Linked DNA regions of Mus musculus: all the other regions are linked to region 4. The links are chromatin contacts, called in public promoter capture Hi-C maps. All regions are on one chromosome and are shown on one strand. The core of a region is the stretch at or near the end of the contact, and the rest is flanking DNA. Distances in the headings are between cores, read along the strand shown. Region 1 holds the start of Gatd3a (glutamine amidotransferase like class 1 domain containing 3A). Region 2 holds the start of Agpat3 (1-acylglycerol-3-phosphate O-acyltransferase 3). Region 3 holds the start of Syde1 (synapse defective 1, Rho GTPase, homolog 1 (C. elegans)). Region 4 holds the start of Smarcb1 (SWI/SNF related, matrix associated, actin dependent regulator of chromatin, subfamily b, member 1). Region 5 holds the start of Pfkl (phosphofructokinase, liver, B-type).

Region 1 (2,700 bases), core at 78-2,577, 2.2 Mb after region 4:
GCAGGAGGATCAGAGTTCAAAGCCAGCCTGGTCTACAGAGTGTGTTCCAGGACAGTCTCTCTACATAGAGAAACTTTGGGAAAACAAAACAAAACAAACAACCCCTCCCTGCCAAAAACAAAGCAACAAGATAAAGGGAACACAGTACCACACAGGGACTAGCCAGAGCAGAGCATGACCACCTCACACCCAAAGGCTACTGCTACCCCTGTAACGGTCACGGGGAGGTCAGAAACATTTGGCCCATGGCCATGTATTTCCAGAACAGCCGGATGACAGTTGCTTTGAGGGACAGACACTTGATCACATAATCAGGAAGGCTACAGTACAGGAGCTGCTCATGGGAACAGGGCTCTTGTAAGGTCCTTTCCCTACCCATACCTGCTTTCCCTCTCAGAAGGCTCCCCCTTGGTGTGGTCAATCACGTGCATCTGAGGGACATCGGGAGCAAAGATCTGGACCTCAGCCCCGCCTCGGCTCAGGTGCACCAGGATCCTATATGAAGAAAATCCACAAAGACATCACTTCCAAATGTGTCCTCCGGCCTCACAGCATGACGATTTTACAGATGGACTGGCACCAAGTGCTGGGGAATTCCTAGTTTATAGGACACCTAGTTGCTTTTACGAAGGCACGGCTCCTGCCGCTTACAGACTTCTGCAAGGTAAGGGTAGAACCAGAATAAGTAGGCAAGGCATCCTTTTACTGACTGATGAGCAGCGAGGGTTGTTGACTCCGCAGGTGTTGCATTTTGGGTATGTTCAAGACCCCAGCTTGCTGCCAGGCATTCTGCCTTCACCCAGGGTCCGGGTGGCATCTTTTGTGTCTTGGCTGTGCTAACTTTGGCTTTGGACTTATCACGATGTGAACCCACTGCGCTTGGTCACCCTCTGGCCATTTCTGCCTTTTAAACCAAGAGAGTGTTTACAAACTCTGAGGACTTACGCTGAGGCCTCATGGATCTCGGTTCCGTCATAGACTCCACAGCCCGACAGCACCTGCAGGAAGAGAGGCACTGACGAGGGCGAGGGCCCAACACGCAATTACCGAGGGAGGGGAGGCTGAACCCCACCAAGAGCCGACCTTGGGCGGACAGCTGGTCGACCCCAGGCTGCGGGGACCTAGCAAGGGAAGGCACTCGGCCTGGGAGTCTGGCTCTGCACTCACCAACGCCACCCTGGCCCCGGGCCGCGGTGCGGAGCTGTGAAGGGCTGCGCGCTGGGAGGGAGCCCGGTGGTATCTGGAGAGCGGTAGGAGCGCAGAAGCCAGCCTTGGCGCCACCAAAACCCTGACGGCAGCCATCACGAAGGGCAGCCAGCCACAGTGGTGTCAGGAGAACGTGCGCCGTGGGGCGGGGTCGCGCCTGGCCAATGGAGGAGCGCGTAACAACCCCTTTCTGGAGAGGGCCAGTGGGTGGGGCCGCGCCTGCGCAGTGACCGACGGCGTACGGGAAACCCAGCACCTTTTTCCCTGGAGGACTAGCGGGAGGGAGGGGCCACAGATCTCAGGACACGCCCCCCCTCACCTAAGAGACCGGTTGGCTGGACTTCTCCAGCTCAATGACCGACCGAGCTGGGACACGCCTCTTCTCGGTTTTGAGAGGGCAAGCAAGCAAGTATGCCAGGTTAGGACCTTCCTGCGATCGACCTTGTTGAGCGGCCCGGTCTGCCTAGTTAATGTTTGAAGGGCGCTCATCTTGGTGTAGGCCACCTTGACTACCTATTGCAATTCCAGTCTATGCAATGACTAAAAACTGATTTTAAATAACGGGGTCAGAGCAAGCCCCGCGCCCTCACGGTGCAATCGTAAATTGCTCCTGCCATTGTGTTCTGGGTACCTCTGCAGCTTCCTCACAGGCCACAGTTCTGCCAGTCACGATTCAGTGAAGAGCTGAGCTGAGCATCGTACCTTCCATTTCCTATTTTGAATCAATGTGATTGCTATAGTTGCATACAGTCCGGTGTCCATCGGGGTAATGACCAGATAACTCCCAGAGTTTCACTGCCTCTCCCTAGCCACAGTGAAGGCTGTCAAAGGTGACCTGGCTTCTCTCAACTCCTAGGGATAATTAGCTGCTGGGTGTTCCCATCTTAAGATGGGAACCCTTTCACATTTAGGAGACATTTAGGCCTGGGATGCACAGTATATGCAGAAGCCAGGGAGCATACAGAAGTGGGTTTGGTGGCCCAACACCATTACAGCGAGTCAGGGATTATTCAGTTTCAGGGGACAGTAGTTGGGGGGAGGGGTGGAGCAGTGTCAGGCAATTTGCATCTGGCTGTCCACAGGGGTGGAGTGGGCATGGTTACCACGGAGCAGACTTGTAAAATACTCCAAACTGAGCCCAGTTTCTGGTATGAGAATTAAACTGGATGAGATGTATGAGATGTATGGTGATGGCTGAAGCATGGTTCAGCACTACTTGCCTGCCCTTCCCTGGGCCCTCAGTTCCACATTCATACCACACACAGACAAAACCAGTAAAGCTTCATAAAACTGTATTTGTACTGCAGATGGGGATCCCAAGATGGCACCAAAACAAGCGGGTCCTTGTCTGGGCGGCCAGGGGCCTGGCTGTCCCTGGGCACATAAGAAGCAGTTTCCTTTTCTACCCCAAGCTACACAGAGAAATGCTCTGCAGAACAGGAAACCTGGCGACACCAGGCTAAGCTCTGGCTTCTCCCCATAACGGTGTTCAAG
Region 2 (2,740 bases), core at 21-2,520, 2.4 Mb after region 4:
ATACTATACAAAGATCTTACTATGCCCTACCTGCCTCCAAGTGGGCCAGAGACAGATGTATACAGATTTTTACTACCCTGACTGGGCTGGAGGAAATCAGAGTCCCTTTGCTCTTCATTTAAATTCTGGCTGTGGAGATTTGTGACATAATCCAGGACAAGTGGCTAGCCTTGCTCCTCAGACCCCAGTGTGTTTCAGAGTCTGTTAGCACAGAGTCGCAGCTATATGCCCCAGAAAAGAAGTAAACAACTCCTCTACTGCAGTAGATGCTCCTTTTGTAACTTCTGAAGTAGATCAGTTACTTTCTGTTCAGTTTCCCCAGTCCCCTAGAACACACAGGCACTGTCCTTCCCAGGTGCTGGGCCTGTTATCTGGGAGCAGCTTAGGGTGAGACAGAGACCTCCCTTCATTTCCAGCATCCCTCCCATCTTCCTTCCCTAGGAGACACTGTATTTAACCCACTTCCCACCAATTCCACAGGCAACTTCTAAGACCTAGACCTTCTGCCCTGCTGCTGTACAGATAAGAGCAGGTGGGGGCCACACACAAGGCCTCCAGTAGGTCCAGACTGAGTTAGGTCAGACATCCAGCTGACATCCACCTGCTGAACATAGCCATGCTGAGGAGCACATGCCACCAAGACCAAAGAGAGGCTGGCAAAGCCATTGCATGTAACTGCCTTTGGAAACAACGTAATTACAAAGCACAGAGTGTGATACTAGGAATCAATCTTATAGGCTAAATCCTAAAGTTGGAAGGAGTCCTGCTTACCTAATAAGGGGAAGGGACAGTAAGGGAGTGATCAAAGTGCACAGAGACCCCTTTGAAAGGGGCACAGTCCATTTCCCAATGTCATCGAAGCAGAAAGAGCTGCTTCCACTCAGTTCCAACAGCCACCAACCCAGCACCCCCAACCGGCACCCTGTGTCCAATCCCAGAATCCAAGATCTTGGCTCTGGACGAGTCATTCCAATCTGTCTCAAATCCAAGTAGCCTTCTCGTTTCCCAGGAAGAAGAACCCAGTCTCTTAAGTATTCTCTTAGAGAAGACTTTCCACACTGCTTTAAAAAGTTAGGTTTGAAAGGCCATTTCTAAAATCATTTCCCTGTGCCCCTAAACTTCTCTCGAAGTTAAAAAGGAAACCTGAATATATTTTCCACCCAGCTTAAGTGTTCACAATCCTCCTGTCGTAGGTACCTGGGGTCAACTGCTCCGGGGCTCCAGGCCCACCGTGGACAGGTGTTTTCCTCCAGAGGCTCTGGTTACTGAATGACCCCAGCGCCTGAGTGAAACGTGGAAATTCACAGTCGGCCTTTGGTCTCAAACGCCAAAGTCAAGAAAAAAAAAAAACAACAACAACCGAGCCCTCGCACCTTCCTCCAGGGCGTCCCACCTGCAGCCCTCCCTCCGCGTTGAGCAAGCAAAAAAGTGAAACTAGCCCACAGGGCCCCGAAATCAGGCATGGGGGGCTCCCCCAGAGCGAGGAGCCGGGAGCCGAGCAAGGTTCCCCCCGGAGAGGGGCCCCAAGGCCGCCCAGGCCCTCTCGTCGGGCCCCGCATCCCCATCTCTACCCGATCGCCCGCATCCCCAGGCCGCCGCGCACCCCGCACAGCACCGGCGGGCCGGGCAGGCCGCACAGGGGCCGGGCGGGACCCGGAGCCTCCAGGCGCCGCGCTCTCCAGGCCGCGCGCCCCGCGGAGCGCAGCCGGCCACTGCGGCGGGGCCCGGCGACCGCGGGCGGGGGACGACCTCCGGCGGCTCGGCCGGGCTCGGCGCGGCTCACCTGCACTCCACCTGCTGGTCGCGGTTCTCGCGTCGGGCGCGCGCGGCCTGGGCCCGGCCCGGCCCTGCGTCGGGGCCTCAGCGAGTGCGGCGCCCGCCGCCCCGGGCCCCCATCGCCGCCCTCCGCCTCGGCGCCGCCGCCACTTCCTGTGCGCGGCGATCCCACAGTTCCGCCGGCGCGGGACGCCAGGCGCGGGGACGCGGGGACACGCGCGGACCGACGCGCGGGGGAGGAGTCGCGGCCCGCGGCGCAGCGGCGACCGCCTCGGCCAACGGACAGCAAGCGGGGGAGGGGACGCGAGGCGCGCCCCGCGGGAGCAGCCTCCACCCTCCCTGGCCAGCGGGATGTTCCTAGACCCAGTCCGACTCCCTTTCAGCTGCCTGCGGTCCTCCGGAGTCCCACTGGGGTGTTCCTGGGCCCAGCTTGAATCCCCTCTTTTAGCCCACTGAAGTCCTTCTGGGGTACTGCGGTGTTCCTGGGCCCAGCCTGGATCCCCTTGTCCCCCTGAAGTTCTTCGGGGTGTTCCTGGGCCGTACTTGGACCCCCGATGGTTCCCTGGAGTCCTCCTGGGTTGCCTCCCCCAAGAACTGGAATATTCCTAGGCCCAGCCTGGATTTGCCTCCGTTCAGCCTCCTGAAATCATTCTGAGCCTCAGCCTAGACCCCTTCCCAGTCCCGGAGGTCCCCTTGAGACCCAGGATGTTTTGATGGCTCAGGTTAGACTCCCCTTCCTTCTGAGTCCTCCTGGGGACGCCTGGAAATTTGGGGGTTCCCCGCCAATTAATTAGACCCCATTTCCCTTATCCTCCTGGACCCCACTCCCAACACACACCCCATCCTGCCCCCAAGTAAGGATCCCATCCTGGAATCCTGTAGGATTGTCCCCAGTGCCTGGTAAGGCACCAGGATCGCTTTTCACTCCCACGTGCTGTACCCTTTGATTTATTTATAGTTGGCA
Region 3 (2,700 bases), core at 68-2,567, 2.7 Mb after region 4:
GTCTTGTTTATGAGGAGATTCAGTATTATCATATTCTCTTCTCGACCCCCTTCCAGCTTGGAGCTCAGTGTGAGAAGCAACTTTAGACAATAGGATCTGTAGCCCTGCTCAAGGCCCTAGTAGCTGCTGCTGGGAAGGCAGGGCAGGGAACGCTGGTTTCTTTTTCATTCAGCACCCTTTTCCCATTTCCCAAATCCTGCCCACAAGTTCTCTTGGATCTTGCCCCTCAGCCCAAGCCAGATTTCTACAGTCAGTGCCCCGTTACCCCGCCCCCCTTATCTTGGCTCTACTTTCTCTGACATCATGGTCGATTTCCTGTGTGTGTTTATGTGTGGGCACCCGGATCCCTTCTCTGGCCCTGGGACCCTTGGGATGCCCTGGGAACGGCCCGGGAGGAAGAGTCAGGTCCTTGGTATAGTGGCCTCCCTCCTTTAACTGCTTCCTTCCGAAGCCCCCTACCCATACAGCTTTCGTTCCTTTCCATTTCATTCTTGCTGTCTGTGGACCCCCAGATTTAAGGATCTTCTATTTCCACCCTTTGGCCCTCTGTTTCAGGTCTCTGTCATCAGTAGCATAGTCCAGAGGATTGTTTAAAGTCAGTTCACAGGCCCGGGACAAATCACCCAACAACCACGTGCCTCAGTTTCTCTGTCTTAATAAACAGGACGGTTTCTTGGGGCTGGCCACAGTAGGTGCGGCTGCAGCCTCTGGAGCGATGGTGGCATGGAATTGGGGAAAAGACTGCAATAATAAATATAACCCCGCACGACCTCTCTTTAGTACAGGAGTGTGTACCCAGGAGAGGTGCCCACCACCCAGCCATGTCGATGCCACACAGCTGTCCTCACCTCCCGCCCCTGCCCCGCCACTCTCTGGGCGCCCCTTCGAGGCCCCATTTCCTGTCAGGGGTGAGGCCCCCCTGCGGGGCCTTGCAAGGATCCCTGGGGCTGGCATCTCAGGCCAGCTGCACATAACGGTCCGTGCCCCCCGCCCCAGCCCCCCAGCCTTACAAAGATCCGGTGCATATTCCTCTCTTGCATCAGGGCTCGCTCCCGGCTTACCCACTAGGTCCCGCTGCGTACCCTACCGGGGACCTGGGGATCTGAGGCTGAGTGGGGCTCCCTTCTCTTACTTTCCGAGAGTCCCCGCACTCACCGCGGTCCTTGGCTTCTGACTTTTTTCGAGGAAGTTTCTCACGACCCCGCAGGCGGGAGAAGGTCTTCCTGAGCAGCGGCTCGGCCATGCTTGGGCCGCGGCCGGCCGAGTGCGCGCCCCGGGGCTGCGGCCGCCCGCCCCGCCCGCCTACCCCCCCCCCCCCACCGGCCCGCTCCAGCAGGAAGCGCATTCCGGGAATGCTTGGCCTTAACTTTTTTTTTTTTTTTTTCTTTTCCTTTCCCGCGGCCCGAGCAGGCGATGCTGGGAGATGTAGTCGCCTGGGGCCGGGAGGGGACATGATGGGGTGCTGGGCTGATCTAACTCTTCAACTATGAATGTCATGGCATAGGCTGGGCCCCCCATAACCATCCTCCTTGTGTGATGGCATGCAGCACATTCTGTCGGCTCCCCCAAACCGCATCCAAGGCACACATCAGCTCATGTCTTTCCTCCTGTCCGTCCATCCATCCCCACATCACCCAGTACCTCGACCACGATCTTTCCTTGGGAACCCCAAATGCCCCCAACTCAAGTTACTATTGCTGCTTATTGACCCTCAAGCTTAGTGGTTTCAGACAGCCGGGATGCTCACTGTCAGGAACATGGACGCGATATAGACGATGCAGTCTGCTGATCTCTACTCAGTCGAGAACACAGCAAGGATAGGTGTATCTCGAAAGTAAGTGGTGAAATCGGAGGTTGTATTATTATTTTTTATTTAGTACTGAAATACCGGAGGCTGGACAACTTTCTAAAGTAGACTGAGTTCATGTTGATGTCCTAGCAGCACTCCTTAAGACAGGAAGAGAAAAAAAAATCTTAGGTTTGGGCTGATTCTTACAACTTAAGTTTACTTTTTATTATGAATATGTGTGTGCTTCTGTGTGTATGGCACATGGATCGGGGTGTGTGTGTGGGTGCCCAGAAACGGCTGGGAAACAAGCACTTTTAACTGCTAATTTGGTCTCACAGAACCGTCTTCTGAAGGCCAACTCCCGCCGATAGGCTCCTTTCACCATGACTAGCCTATTAACAGGGCCACATAGAGGACTAAACTTTCAACACATGAACTGTGGCACAACTAAAGTTCAGGTCTCTTAACTGGTGCCAGACACAGGCTGGACCTCCACTGGGATAGTGGACTAAGCACCTATGTGGACACCTCTGTGTCCTTGGCTTCCTCCCAGTTCAGTAGTTTTGTGGTAATTGGTGGGTATGCAGGCGTCTAAAAGTTAAGAGTGCAGATGAGTAGAAGGAAGACCTGCCCAGCTTTGCTTATCCAGGCACATGTGGGAGGAGAAACTGTGGTGCTGCAATAGTTTGAAAAGATCTAGTACATTCTAAGAGACTGGAACTTTTGCTAGACCTTACAGCCAGAGATAATACCACACCTGGAAGTCACCCACGACTGCTAGCCTCCTATGTACTCATTGAGTAAGAGAACAATGTAGCAATCAACTCTACTTGTTTTGGATTTCCCATGCAATCAACTTCTTACAACCTATAATGTAATGCATACCTGGACTCTTAGATTAGGTACTCTTC
Region 4 (2,700 bases), core at 75-2,574:
AGGAGGCAGAGGCAGGCACATTTCTGCCAGCCTGGTCTACAGAGTGAGTTCCAGGACAGCCAGGGCTACACAGAGAAACTGTCTCGAAGAAGAAAAAGAAAAGAAAAACAAAAAAAACAAAAAAACACAAAGATTTGGCTGGTCTCTAGGGTTAATTGAAGGGATTTTCTAAGGTTGTGGTTCTCAACCTTCCTAATGCTGTGACCCTTTAATACAGTTTCTCATGTTGTAATGACCCCCTCCACCATAAACTTTTTTCGTTGCTACTTCATAACTCTAATTTTTGCTACAGTTACGAATCATAATGTAAATACCTAATATGCAGGATCTTTGATATGCGACCCCTGTGAAAAGGGTAGTGGCTGGCGCACAGGTGCGATCCTAAGGAACCCTGTCCACCTGACTGCACAGAAGCTGTCTCTTCTAGCTCTGGGTTCTGGGTTAGCGACCCTTCAGATTTATCCCCTATAAAAACTCAAAATTAGTTCACTGATCTCCAAAACGTTAGTGCTTCCGACCTCAGGGCCTCAATCCACTCAAAAGCAAACATGTCCAATCACTTTCTAAACATCATAAAAGCTCTCTGCAGTCCACCTCGCAAGCAACAACACAAAGGGGAAGAGGCTTTCCTAAGCTTCGGGCTTACAAGTAGAGATTTCGAGACCGGGGCAGTGGGGTGCACGAGAGCTGCCAAAGGGTTCAAGGGCAGTGTTGCACCTCCACTTCCAAGCGCCCAGGGGCTTCCCGAACATCCTTTCCCCATCTGCCTAGAGTGTACCGGCTCGACGCTCTAAGCTAGGACAGATGCTTAGGGTCTGAACAACGTTAAGTGGGTAAAGAAAACCCAGGACGGTCCAGGCGGGACCGGCCACGCCCACCAGGCCACGCCCCAGCTGCGAGCACGCGCCCGCCTCCGCGATGAATGGAGGCGCGCTCTCGGGGAGCACTAGCCCGCCCCGGGACTCGAGCCGGCCAGCCGCTGCCCGGGAAGCCGAGAACGCGCCGCGGGCTACCTCGGAGCCGATCATGTAGAACTCCCCGTCGTCCTCCAGCTGAAACTTGACGGGCTTCTGCCCGAAGGTCTTGCTCAACGCCATCATCATCATGGCGGCGGGGGAAACCGGCAGCCGGGGTCGAGCTGGAAAGAATCCGGTGGGCTAGGGCGGGGCCGAGGCGCGTCGGACCGAAAGGAACGGAGGCCTGGAGGTGAAGGTCGGGCAGGGCAAGCCGGGCGAACCGGGCGAGCGCTCGTGTCACTACTGGGCTCCTTGGCCGTCTCTGCAACGAGCAGGCCGCCCTCGGTGCGCATGCGTGGAGAAGCTGACGCTAACGTGCGCGCCGCAGCCTGCGCGACTCAAGGCCGAGCGCGTTCCCGCAAGCCCTTAAAGGGACCCGAGTTCTTTTTTGCTTCCTAGGCTTCCTCCCTGGGCGGGTAAGGAGGAAAACCTCTCAGCGACCGAAATAGCCACTGAGGCCCTGACTCAGGCGGTAGCTTTCCTAGTCGCATAGCCAGAGCTGGCACTCCGCCCCGGGATGAAGGAAAAAAATGAGACGTTAAGCGAGGAGAAGGACCGCTCTATCTGGAAGCCCGAGGGAAGCTGGGTGGGCATGGCGACCCCACGCTAGCGCCTCAGGTTTTCCACCCGAAAGTGCGTTAGGAATAGCTAGCTATCCACTCCAGGCCAACAGCAGTTCCCGAGGCAGTAGGGATGGGAAGAATGACAATACTGGATGGAGGTTGGTACTATTCAAAGATCTAGGTGATGTGCCAGATGAACGGGAGGAGGCACTTGCATTCCTTCCTTACCTCTGCAAGCTTGGTGCCCACAAGCCCAGCCCTGGTCTGTGCCTCTGCCCGCCTTGGGGCATAACAGCCCCGAGAGAAGACAGTGCTTCTGGAACGTGTCCAAGCAGTCCACCCCCTGTTGAACAGAGCCGTGACTCCAAAATGTTTAATGTTTATTGTAGCACTATTACAGGAGCTTAAGTTATAGCCTAGCCTAGGTAGCTATTCAACAATAGAGGAATGGATGAAGAAAATGTAGTCTAGGCTGGGTGTGGTGGTGCAAGCTTTTAGCTTCAGTTCCAAGACAGTCAGGGATATGTTGAGCAACTCTGTCCCAGAAAACAAAAAAGAGTGTGAAATGTGTGTACATGTGTTTTTTGTTTTTCAGCCACAAAAGTGAAATTACATTGTTTTCAGGAAAATGGATGCAACTAAGATATCATATTAAACAAATCAGGCCAGTCTCAGAAAGACAAATACGTTTTCTCTCATTTGTGCTTTCTAGATTTTCCTTAGATACATAAAATATGTATTCCACAGAACATTAAAGTAAAAGTGACATTGTGTATGGGAGCAAAGGGACTAACAACCTAGTGTAGGGGAGGTGGGGGCATGGTGGGATGTGCAAAATACAAACACTTCTCTGAAAGCAGCAGGACAAACAGTGGCCAGCTTCATAAGGGTCAGTCTAATGAGACTGCAATTGTGACTGGGGTCATGATGAAGGAGATGTTAAAGAACTAGGAAAGGCTGTGGTAACCAGGAGTTTGCCCACTGATCTCACAGCCATGGGAACCAGAGGGTTAAGGGCCAGGGGTGGCTCACACTTTTAATCCCAGAACTCCAGAGTCATAGGCAGGCAGACCTCTGTGGGTCCCAGGACAGTCAGGGATGTATAATGAGACCATGCCTCC
Region 5 (2,700 bases), core at 140-2,639, 2.1 Mb after region 4:
CCTATCTAATGGGTGATGTGGGCCTAGTCAGGGCCTCTCTTGTGGTCCACTACCATGGGTGATTCTTCCACAGGTCCCCGGCCCAGTCTCAGTGACAGCACTGGGATGTACAAGCTGAAACAGCCCTGAAAAAGGGTATGCTGACTGCCAGCCTAGACCAGGCCCAGGGGACCCAACAGAGATTTGAGATTTCCAGCATTATGGGAGTCAGAGTGACATTTTTTCCTGCCTTCCTGGACTTGCAATCATGCTTGTAAGATGTATCTATCCTGTGTTGTTCCTACCGATCTCTTAGGTAAGGGCTGGGCAGTCAGGAACCCCGCTTAGGAGCATGTGTGTCTGTATTTCCTGAAATGTTTGGAAGGAAATGGCGAAGCTCAACTGCAGTGCTCAGGGAAGCCAAGCCCCTTGAAGCTCCACGTGTCTTCCTCAGCCCCCAACTGGGTAGTATTTCTTTTCAGCCGGACCCAACTAGAGCCACAGACTTCGCACATCAGCAGTCAGCCTGGAACCAGGCCACCAAGAGAGGGGCTGAGAAGAGGGCAGATCCTCCCAAGCCCAGACTTTTCCCTAGCCTTACCAGGCCGAGAAGAGGCTGTGCACCCTCAACTATTAGCCCTGTGGTGCTTGCCCTGTTACACCGGTAAAAAAATACCCCCGCTCCACGCCCTCTGTTCTCCACTTAAGTCTCCATCCAAGGGACAGGAAGCAGCCCAGGCAAAGGCGTGTGGGCAAGCCTGCCTCAGTCTCACCCCATCCCAGTACAGAGAAGGTAGGAATCACAGGCTGCACGGGGGAGGGTACAGGGTCCCTGATCCTTTCAAATTCCGGCCTGTGAAACTTGGCCGGCTGTGCTTCTCTTAGAGGTCCTGACACGTGTGGCCTAGAAAGGAATAGCCCGGTGCCCTAAGTCTGCGTGCTGCGCGGACACACCCCCAAACCGGGCGGACCTAGGCAGCGCGAGGGCGGGGCGTGCCAAGGCCCGTGGCCTGCAGCACGTACGCCAGCTACCCGGGGCGGAGCTTGGGGACAGGGACCTGAAGCCACGGTGCTCCACAGGAGATTGGCTGGCCAAGTACACCCCAGATCCCTAGGCGAGGGGCAGTGGACAAGCCCGAAGGGTTCCGAGGACAGGCAGAAACCCCAGATCCATCCCTAAACACGCCCCCGCGTCCCATCACCTTGCGCATCACCGCCGCTGGTCAGCACTCCAATGGCCTTGCCAGCCCCCGACATCCGCAGTTTCTCCAGGTCCACGGTAGCCATGGCGGCAGCGGAGACCAGGAGCCCAAGCTCCTCTCCCGCCGCTCTGCGTTCCGCGCCGCTGTCGCCTGTCCCCGCCCCGTGCGCCTGCCTGTGTACCCGGTTTGTCCCGCCCCGCCCCGGCTCCGCCCCCAGTATAACGTTTGACTGACAGGCTCGGGGACCTGGTCGCCCCTCTAGTGGCTGCTGGAGAAGGTAGCTGCGCTAAGAAAGGCGGAGCGCACGCCAGTCTACAAATGTCTGCGCAGCGGTTCCGGAACCCTGGTTCCCCAGGCCCGCCACCGAACTCCCCAGGTACCCAGCAGCTAGGATCAACGTCCTCACCAAATGAAGTTCACAACCTGAGCCTGACTGAAGTTTCTGGGCAAGTGGAGTTCATGCTACAGCAAGCTGATTTTACATCTGTCCAGGCGCTGTTAAAGGAAACCTGTAGCCAAGTCTCACGGGCATTTTAAATCCCACTTGGCCAGCATCCGGGGATGCAGGTGTGGCTTGGGTGAGAATTCCTAAGCCGCTCCTTGAGTTGATTTAGGCTTGCAACAGTCTCCTTCGAGCCGAAGTTAAAAAAAAAAAGGAAAAGGAAAAAAGCCAAACAAACAAAAAAAGGAGAAAGAAAGAAAGAAAGAAAGAAAGAAAGAAAGAAAGAAAGAAAGAAAGAAAGAAGGAAAGAGAGAGAGAAAGAAAGAAAGAAAGAAAGAAAGAGAGAAAGAAAAAGAGAAAGAAAGAAAGGGAGAAAGGGAGAAAGAGAGCAAAAGAAAACATAGGAAAGCTGCAGTTGTATCTGAGACGATAGCCACGATTCGTCCCATCGCGACTGCTGAATGTAGTTGGGGATTTGGAAAGAGAAACACTTAGCGTAGCATTTTTACTTCAGGGTGATTTGCTAAACCTGCCGCTTCTCTCAACTCTCACAGCTCCTGGTTCAGGCGAGTGGCCTTTGCCTGAGCACAAAGTGGGGAACCAGCCCCTCAGGATTGGTTAGAGGGATTCGAAGCTGGTGGAGCAATGGTCAGATCCAGGACTCTCAAGGAAAGCTACCCACAGTCCAGAGCGCTGGATCTGGGCTGCCATGGTAGGGCTGTCCTGCAGAGATGAGGGTACCCCATCTGACCCTGACAGTTTGTTGATTTTTGCCTGGTTTTGCTAAATTCTTTAAGAGCTATTTTTATTGTCTGGCAGTGGTGACACACGCTTTTAATCCCAGCATTCAGGAAGCAGAGACAGGCAGATCTTTGAAGGTCAGTTTGGTCGATAGAGCAAATTTCAGGACAGCCAAGGCTATACAAAGAAACCAAGAACAGGGATAAAAGGAATAAAGGAAAGAAGGAAGGGGCGGTCCGTTTAACTCAAATTCTAAGAACATAACAGGGCTTTTGTTGGTGGGGAGTGGGGAGGTGTTTTGGCTGGAGATATGGCTCAGAGGTTAAGAGCACTGGC

What was found. Promoter capture Hi-C pulls out the DNA fragments that hold promoters and counts their contacts. Capture Hi-C pulls out chosen DNA fragments and counts their contacts.
Region 1: a promoter capture Hi-C map of liver shows a contact between it and region 4, with 2.8 times the contacts expected there. The contact joins the promoter of Gatd3a here to the promoter of Smarcb1 in region 4. A contact is called at or near these places in 6 of 39 promoter capture datasets (the 3T3-L1 cell line, cranial neural crest, hematopoietic stem and progenitor cells and 2 more) and 1 of 9 other capture datasets (liver).
Region 2: a contact with region 4 is called in a promoter capture Hi-C map of embryonic stem cells, with 3 times the contacts expected there. The contact joins the promoter of Agpat3 here to the promoter of Smarcb1 in region 4. A contact is called at or near these places in 2 of 39 promoter capture datasets (embryonic stem cells and liver).
Region 3: a contact with region 4 is called in a promoter capture Hi-C map of adipose tissue, with 4 times the contacts expected there. The contact joins the promoter of Syde1 here to the promoter of Smarcb1 in region 4. A contact is called at or near these places in 1 of 39 promoter capture datasets (liver) and 2 of 9 other capture datasets (adipose tissue and liver).
Region 5: a promoter capture Hi-C map of liver shows a contact between it and region 4, with 2.5 times the contacts expected there. The contact joins the promoter of Pfkl here to the promoter of Smarcb1 in region 4. A contact is called at or near these places in 3 of 39 promoter capture datasets (the C10 cell line and liver).

What each region holds. Positions count from the first base shown.
Region 1 is chr10:78,168,428-78,171,127 of GRCm38.p6, forward strand. Gatd3a (glutamine amidotransferase like class 1 domain containing 3A) reads right to left here and starts at 1,328. Exons shown (of 7, transcript NM_138601.3): 1 at 1,168-1,328; 2 at 946-998; 3 at 382-495. The coding sequence starts at 1,302. Pwp2 (PWP2 periodic tryptophan protein homolog (yeast)) reads right to left here. Exons shown (of 21, transcript NM_029546.2): 21 at 2,483-2,700.
Region 2 is chr10:78,350,430-78,353,169 of GRCm38.p6, forward strand. It overlaps Agpat3 (1-acylglycerol-3-phosphate O-acyltransferase 3), which reads right to left and starts at 1,271. Exons shown (of 10, transcript NM_053014.3): 1 at 1,198-1,271. It overlaps Gm40709 (a long non-coding RNA gene), which reads left to right and starts at 2,054. Exons shown (of 3, transcript XR_871856.3): 1 at 2,054-2,498; 2 at 2,735-2,740.
Region 3 is chr10:78,590,647-78,593,346 of GRCm38.p6, forward strand. It overlaps Syde1 (synapse defective 1, Rho GTPase, homolog 1 (C. elegans)), which reads right to left and starts at 1,318. Exons shown (of 8, transcript NM_027875.1): 1 at 1,156-1,318. The coding sequence starts at 1,243. It overlaps Gm30346 (a long non-coding RNA gene), which reads left to right and starts at 1,395. Exons shown (of 3, transcript XR_380602.2): 1 at 1,395-1,834.
Region 4 is chr10:75,920,290-75,922,989 of GRCm38.p6, forward strand. Smarcb1 (SWI/SNF related, matrix associated, actin dependent regulator of chromatin, subfamily b, member 1) reads right to left here and starts at 1,325. Exons shown (of 9, transcript NM_011418.2): 1 at 1,014-1,325. The coding sequence starts at 1,106.
Region 5 is chr10:78,008,418-78,011,117 of GRCm38.p6, forward strand. It overlaps Pfkl (phosphofructokinase, liver, B-type), which reads right to left and starts at 1,390. Exons shown (of 22, transcript NM_008826.5): 1 at 1,182-1,390. The coding sequence starts at 1,266.